Linked DNA regions of Sus scrofa: region 1 is linked to region 2. The links are chromatin contacts, called in public Hi-C maps. All regions are on one chromosome and are shown on one strand. Each heading gives the region's core, a stretch centred on a gene start, on an enhancer-like site or on the middle of the called end of the contact. The rest is flanking DNA. Distances are from core to core; before and after follow the strand shown. Region 1 overlaps OGDH (2-oxoglutarate dehydrogenase, mitochondrial). Region 2 holds the start of DDX56 (DEAD-box helicase 56).

Region 1 (3,150 bases), core at 215-2,714, 49 kb before region 2:
GGGCCGAGTGAGAGGCACGAGGGGTGGTGCACGGGCAGGCAGGCGACAGCCACGAGTGGAGGTGCGGGCTGCCCCCCACTGCCCACGAGTGGCTTAAGGCCATCAACTTGTTGCCGAAATGGCTTAAACCAAAACATGACAGATTTCGAGTATCAAGAAGAGAAACATTCTGGTTAAAGTGAAGCCGGAGCTCTTCATTTTAGGTCACCCAAAGCACTTCGCCGTAGAACACGGAGCTGTTTCCAAAAGCCGTCACCTCTCTGCTCCCCCAGAAACCTCCAGACTTCTCACAACCGCGAGGGGCTTTCCCACCGCCGCCCGTCCTCTTCTCCCCCATTAGCTGGTCCTCTTCAAAGGCTGCAAACACGGCCCTTTTCCTCTGTAAGGATCTAAGGAAGCTGGTCCCATGCTTTGCACATAGTAGGTACTCAATACACCTGCTGAGCTAAATTCAGACAGGTTCAGACTCCTTCACAGGGCAAACAGCCTGAGAAGTGGGGTGTCAGGTGCAGTACTATATGAGGTGCTGTAGCAGGTGGAGTGTCAGGTGCAGTGCTAGGTGGGGTGTCAGGTGGAAAGTCAGATGTGGGGCTGGGGGGTGTCTAGTTGGTGTTAGGTGGGGTGTCAGGTGAGGTATTAGATGCGGTGCTGGGTGGAGTGTCAGGTGGAGTGCTGAGGGAAGTGTTAGGTGCGGGGCTAGGTGGGGTGTCAAGGTGATACTAGGTGCTGTGCGAGATATGATGCTAGGTGGGGTGTCAGCTCTGAGAACGGGGAGCGTCCAGAGTCCTCACTCAGAGAAGGAGCTGACCTCAGGGGGTGTGGGCATGAGAGTTTCAGTGAAGCAAGCAGACCTCACCCTGTTTGTCGTCAGCAGATCACAGGAGTCTCAGGGCCAGAGTCCTGACTGTCAAGGTCACACAGAGACCGTTCATGAGGGTTCAGTTGTGGAGGGGTCACAAACATGCTACCAGGTGCCCCTCCTGTCTCAAAGGCCCCAATGTGTTGAACACATGGGCCACATGGCCAAGCCCACCAGAGTGGCCCTGCTGCTCCGGCTCATGGGGTTTTGGAGCCCCTGTCCTGCCTCCCGAAGGTGGGCAAGGGCCAGGGACATCACGTTAGCTCTCGGTGCCTGATTCCATGCCTATGAAAGGGGGGGGCATGGGCTACTCTGGAGCCCGTGTATCTATGGAGCTTTTTGCACCTTAGAAAGTACCTGCGGGTGTACTTGTATCTGTTCAAGGGGTTGCTGAGCAAAGCTTAACCCTGGGGTAACTCATGCTTATCCTAGCTGCTAAATTCTATGGCTCTGGGCCCTGGACTGACCAGAACATTTTCTTGTGTCCAAAGTCCCCTTCAGATGCCACTCCTGCAGCCGCCCGGCTGTCTGTCTCCACCTTAGCTATGGAACAAGCAATATGTACTTTGGCCTGGCACATGACGTCACCTAACAGACACCACCACCCTCTGCCGGCACCCTGCCACGGACTCAGATGCAAAACCACCCCGGGGAGTGGGTGGGGCAGCCTCTGGCCACCTCTTGCATGGACTAAACCCCAGGGTCAAAGGCCACTGCCCCGTTGATACACAAATGACTGCCAGGTCTGGACGTCAGACCAAGCACTGTCACAAACAACTGTGTTCTGAGGCTAGTGGTGCTTTCCTTCTCACTGCCACAGAACTTCAGGGCCACACACGAGAGAGGCATGGCCATCCTGAAACGAGGCTTGGTGGGCTCAGGCTAACGCAGTCAAATAAATGGGCAGACAGCGACTCCCCGAGCCAAGGATGGTCACCGGAGACTTGATGGCGCTGTTCTAAGCAGCACATCTTCCCGGCTGCCCTGCACAGGGGTCCTTCCAGCTTAGAAAGCGCGCCGGCACATGGTGCATTATTTCCTAAGCGCTCAGCTTTCTGTGCACACCGGCCCTGCTGTGGCGTGATGCGCCCCACCCGTGGCAACTGCTGGGCTCCAGGGCCTCCCGGAAAACAGAAGGTGTGCTCACCCTGCAGCGCTGCCGGGATGATGCTCGGGGGGCACGGGGGAGAGGAGGCCCCCCCAGAAGCTTCACAAGAGGTTCCTGCTCTCAGGCTAAGCAGCCTCGAAAGTGGTGCAGTGCTGGGCTCCAGGGCCTCCATCCGCAGGCCGCTGGGCACCACCCTGGCCGGGAGACACCAGGCTCTGGGCCTCTGACTCATCACCACAGACCTGTTCACATCGGAAGCAATAAAAACTGGGGGTTCTGCTGGGGGGATTCGTCAGCAACAGAAGCCCAAGGAATCTGCAGTCACACAGGTGTTTTTACAGCACAGGCAGGTGTCCTTTAAAAACAGCTGAGAGGACATCTCCAAACGAACTGCCTCCACGACCTTCCCTCTGCACGGATGTGCGGGCCGAGTGTCAACAACACCCACAATGAGCCAAGCAAAGCTGCCTCGGCTCGGCCCTGTGGAACCTGCTGACAGAGGAAGGGGCCTCTCTGGGTCCCTGACTAAAGGTGGTGGCCCAATGGGACCACTCTAGAAAGGATGCCGGCAGGCTGTCCACAAAGGCCCCTGCGGTGGCAGTATGGCTCCCCTATTGGAGGTGAGCTCTTGGGAGCTGCTGGCCTGAGACCTGCTTGGACCCTGGCCGTGGAAGGGAGTGGCGGTGTGAGTTCTGGGGGGCACCCGAGGCCCGCAGCCTCTCCTTTCCTTTGGGAGCTACGCTGAGGCCTTGTGGAGTCACTCTGGCCGCCTGGCGGATGGCAGGACCCCCCAAGCAGCGAGCAGCCATGAGAGGGTCCTTTGTGGAGCTGCAGCCCAGCCGCATCTCAGCTGCACGGGGGCCAGGAACCCTGAGGGGAAGGCCACTGGTAGTGTTTCAAGCTGCCACGTTCTGGGGTGGTTTGTATACAAACGCTCTCAGAAACCAGGCTTTTACTGCAGGAAAGTATAGCCAGGACCCCTGTAAGCAGTCTTTTGGGCATCCCTTAGGAAGCGAGACCCCTGCCCTCTGCCTGGCATCGTGTCAACTCAGCTGCAGCTCCTGAGGGAGGCTGTGAGGGACCACGGCGGGGCATCTGGTCTCCAGGTGCCCAGTGGGGGGCCCCACCTGGAGGATCCCTGCCCAGCTAAGCAAGGCCTGGGGCTCAGAGAGAATTCTGAGTC
Region 2 (3,149 bases), core at 339-2,838:
ATGTACTAATTCTGGATACTTGTGACTGTTACCAAACATGGCAAAGAGGGATTAGGGCTGCTATCATCTGACATTAAGTGGAGAAGTACCTGGATTATCTGAGTGGGCCCCACTATGGTAACAGGGGTCTTTAAACATGGAAGAGGGAGGCAAAAGAAGGCTGTAATGACATGTGAGGCCTCAACCCTCTGTTAATAGCTCTGAAAATAGAGGAAGGGGACCTCAAGCCAAGCTGGGAAAGGCAAAATCCGAATTATTCTTCTAGAACCTCCAGTGAGCCCCGCCAGCATTGTGATTTCAGCCTAGTGAGAGCTCATGAAACTTCTGACCTACAGAACTCAAAGATAATAAACTTGCATTAAACCACCAAGATTATGGGAATTTGTTAACAGCAGCAATTGGTGGGGACCAAGAATCCTTATTTTTATGTATGTATGTATGTATTTATTTTGTCTTTCGTCTTTTTAGGGCTGCGGCATATGGAGTTTCCCAGGCTAGGGGTCAAATCGGAGCTGTAGCCACCGGCCTACGCCAGAGCCACAGCAACGCGGGATCCGAGCCAAGTCTGCAACCTACACCACAGCTCACGGCAACGCTGGGGACCGAACCCGCAACCTCATGGTTCCTAGTCGGATTCGTTAACCACTGCGCCACGATGGGAACTCCGAATCCTTATTTTTAATCAAGCTGTGCAGGCAACATCGGGGCAGCCAGGTTTGGGAACCCCAGACCAACCTACCTTCCTCATCTCCTTCTCCCAAACATCATTCTTGTACAGTCCAATCGCTCTAGCCTGTCCTTTGGACTGCTTGTGACCCTGAATCTTAGCCAGCCTCGGTTGCCTCTATCATGTGTTGGTACACCAAGTGTCTTTCTACTCAAAGCTGTTGCCCCGGTTCAGATTCCCAAGTTCCCCGCAGTGCTACAGCCAAACAGCCCTGTAAAACATATGTTGGTGCACTTTTCCTGAGCACCGTAAGTGGCAGAGAAATTAGTGCTTACACACAAATCCGACAGATTCCCCAGATGCATAAGAAAGGGCGCGGGACTCACCAGTGTTTCTCGTACGTGGTGAGCTACCATCCGCCGCACGCCTGTTCTTAAATAGAACACAGGCGAGCACGCTTGAACACTGATGTATTTGTCAATGCAAGTATAACTAACGCCGAATAAATACTAGGGTGAGGCTGTTAAAACCAACCTCGAGGTGAAGGGAAAGCCCTAAGCATGTAACCGGGGGACAGTCCTGCTGGTTGTTTGACCCGTTGTGGGTCGGCGGAGGCGGGCACAGGAGGGAATCTCACCCGCCTCCACGCAGCCCCGCCCCCGCCGCAGGCAATCCCAGCGCAGCACGCCTTTAGGAGGCAGTGTCAGCGGACCAGCGAGGACCAGACAGCTCCCAGCCGACCCTGGCCCCTCGCCCGTCCCCTCTCCCCGGAGACACCGGGTTCTGCGCGCCGCCGCCGCGGCAGCGGTCCTCCGTCAGAACATCGGAAGCCGGGGCTCCGATACTTCCGGGAGGTGACGTATCCTTTAAGATGATTGGCTGCTGCTGTGACCCGCCTACGCGGCCCCGCGTGCACTTCCTGTCGCGCATGCGCGCTGTCACTACAGAACAGCAGCATGGAGGATCCAGAGCTATTGGGTTTTGAACACATGGGCCTAGACCCCCGGCTCCTACAGGTACTGGGGAGGGCTGAGGAGCCGGTCCGAGGTGGAGGGGAGGTGGCAGCAGGGCAGCGCGCCGCCTGAGCCGTCCCTTGTCTCTCCTAGGCCGTTACCGACCTGGGCTGGTCGCGACCCACGCTGATCCAGGAAAAAGCCATTCCTTTGGCCCTTGAGGGGAAGGACCTCCTGGCTCGGGCCCGCACGGGGTCAGGGAAGACCGCTGCTTATGCCATTCCGATGCTGCAGCTGCTGCTCCACAGGAAGGCGGTGAGTCGGGGGAGGGGCCTTTAAAGGCCGGGAAGGGAGATGCAGGCGTTTGAGTTCCGTTGTGCCCCCTTGGAAGACTGTGTCCCCCATCGCCACCCACCGAAGTCTTTCCCAAGTACCGGGTTTCCTTATGGCCTCTTACACGTGAAGGTTGGTCTGAAAGAAACTGGTGCTCTTGCTGTAAACGCTCTGGGGTGGAATTCAGGTCACTTGGGTTCTAGTCAAGGCCCTCCGACCACCACTCTTTGTACAATCCTGAGTAAATGGGGTTTCTCTTTTTCCTACTTTAAAAGGGGGCACCTCTTCCCTTCCTACTTATAGATTATTGTGAAACTCTGGTTTCCTAACGGATACATTTTTTGTAACTTTGTAGCTGTAAAGAGAGTTATCCTTTTTGTGGTGAGTGTCTGGGAGAAGAGTCCTCTGGTCTACATTCTGAAGTGCCTAGAAGCAGGTGGGGGGTTGGTCAGAGGACAACTAGGGAGTTCCTGTCGTGGCTCAGCGGTAACAAACCTAATATCCATGAGGAAGTGGATTCTATCCCAGGCCTCACTCAGTGGGTTAAGGATCCATCGTTGCCATGAGCTGTGGAGTAGGTCACAGACACAGCTAGGATCTGGTGTTGCCGAGGCTGCGGCTGCGGCTGGCAGCTGTATAGCTCCTGTTGGACCTCTAGCCTGGGAATTTCCATAAGCCACAGATGTGGCTCTAAAAAGACAAAAAAAAAAAAAAAAAGCACAACTAGATTGTTGTGTTGGAGTTCCCGTCGTGGCGCAGTGATTAACGAATCTGACTAGGAACCATGAGATTGTGGGTTCGATCCCTGGCCTTGCTCAGTGGGTTAACGATCCGGCGTTGCCGTGAGCTGTGGTGTAGGTTGCAGACGCGGCTCGGATCCCGCGTTGCTGTGGCTCTGGCGTAGGGTGGCAGCTACAGCTCCGATTAGACCCCTAGCCTGGGAACCTCCATATGCCGCGGGAGAGGCCCAAGAAATGGCAAAAAAAAAAAAAAAAGATTGTTGTGTTGAAGTCATAGCAGTTGTGTCAAATTGCCTGGAGGAGGTAGAGGAAAAGCATCCAGTTGCCATGGTGACACGAACTGACTGAAGCCTTGAATTCTTCTTTCGCAGATAGGCCCTGCGGTCGAGCAGGCTGTGAGAGGCCTTGTCCTTGTGCCGACCAAGGACCTGGCTCGGCAGGCCCAGTCCATGATTC

What was found. Hi-C and Micro-C count contacts between places; a contact is called where the count stands out from the background.
Region 1: a Hi-C map of liver shows a contact between it and region 2, with 1.9 times the contacts expected there. The contact joins the enhancer-like site here to the promoter of DDX56 in region 2. A contact is called at or near these places in 1 of 5 promoter capture datasets (liver), 4 of 47 Hi-C or Micro-C datasets (embryonic fibroblasts, fetal liver and liver) and 2 of 2 datasets of contacts at active chromatin or transcription factors (alveolar macrophages and skeletal muscle).

Annotation. Positions count from the first base shown.
Region 1 is chr18:50,655,122-50,658,271 of Sscrofa11.1, forward strand. The region is part of intron 2 of OGDH (2-oxoglutarate dehydrogenase, mitochondrial); the gene reads right to left. Among named protein-coding and RNA genes, the nearest start is that of OGDH, 28 kb to the right of the region's middle. Within about 2 kb of position 1,465, at least 15 of the 83 cell types and tissues checked have an H3K27ac peak or open chromatin away from gene starts, as enhancers often do. A contact at or near this core is called in fetal liver, liver and skeletal muscle, where this site is marked.
Region 2 is chr18:50,704,025-50,707,173 of Sscrofa11.1, forward strand. DDX56 (DEAD-box helicase 56) reads left to right here and starts at 1,589. Exons shown (of 14, transcript NM_001244543.1): 1 at 1,589-1,683; 2 at 1,774-1,935; 3 at 3,065-3,149. The coding sequence starts at 1,624.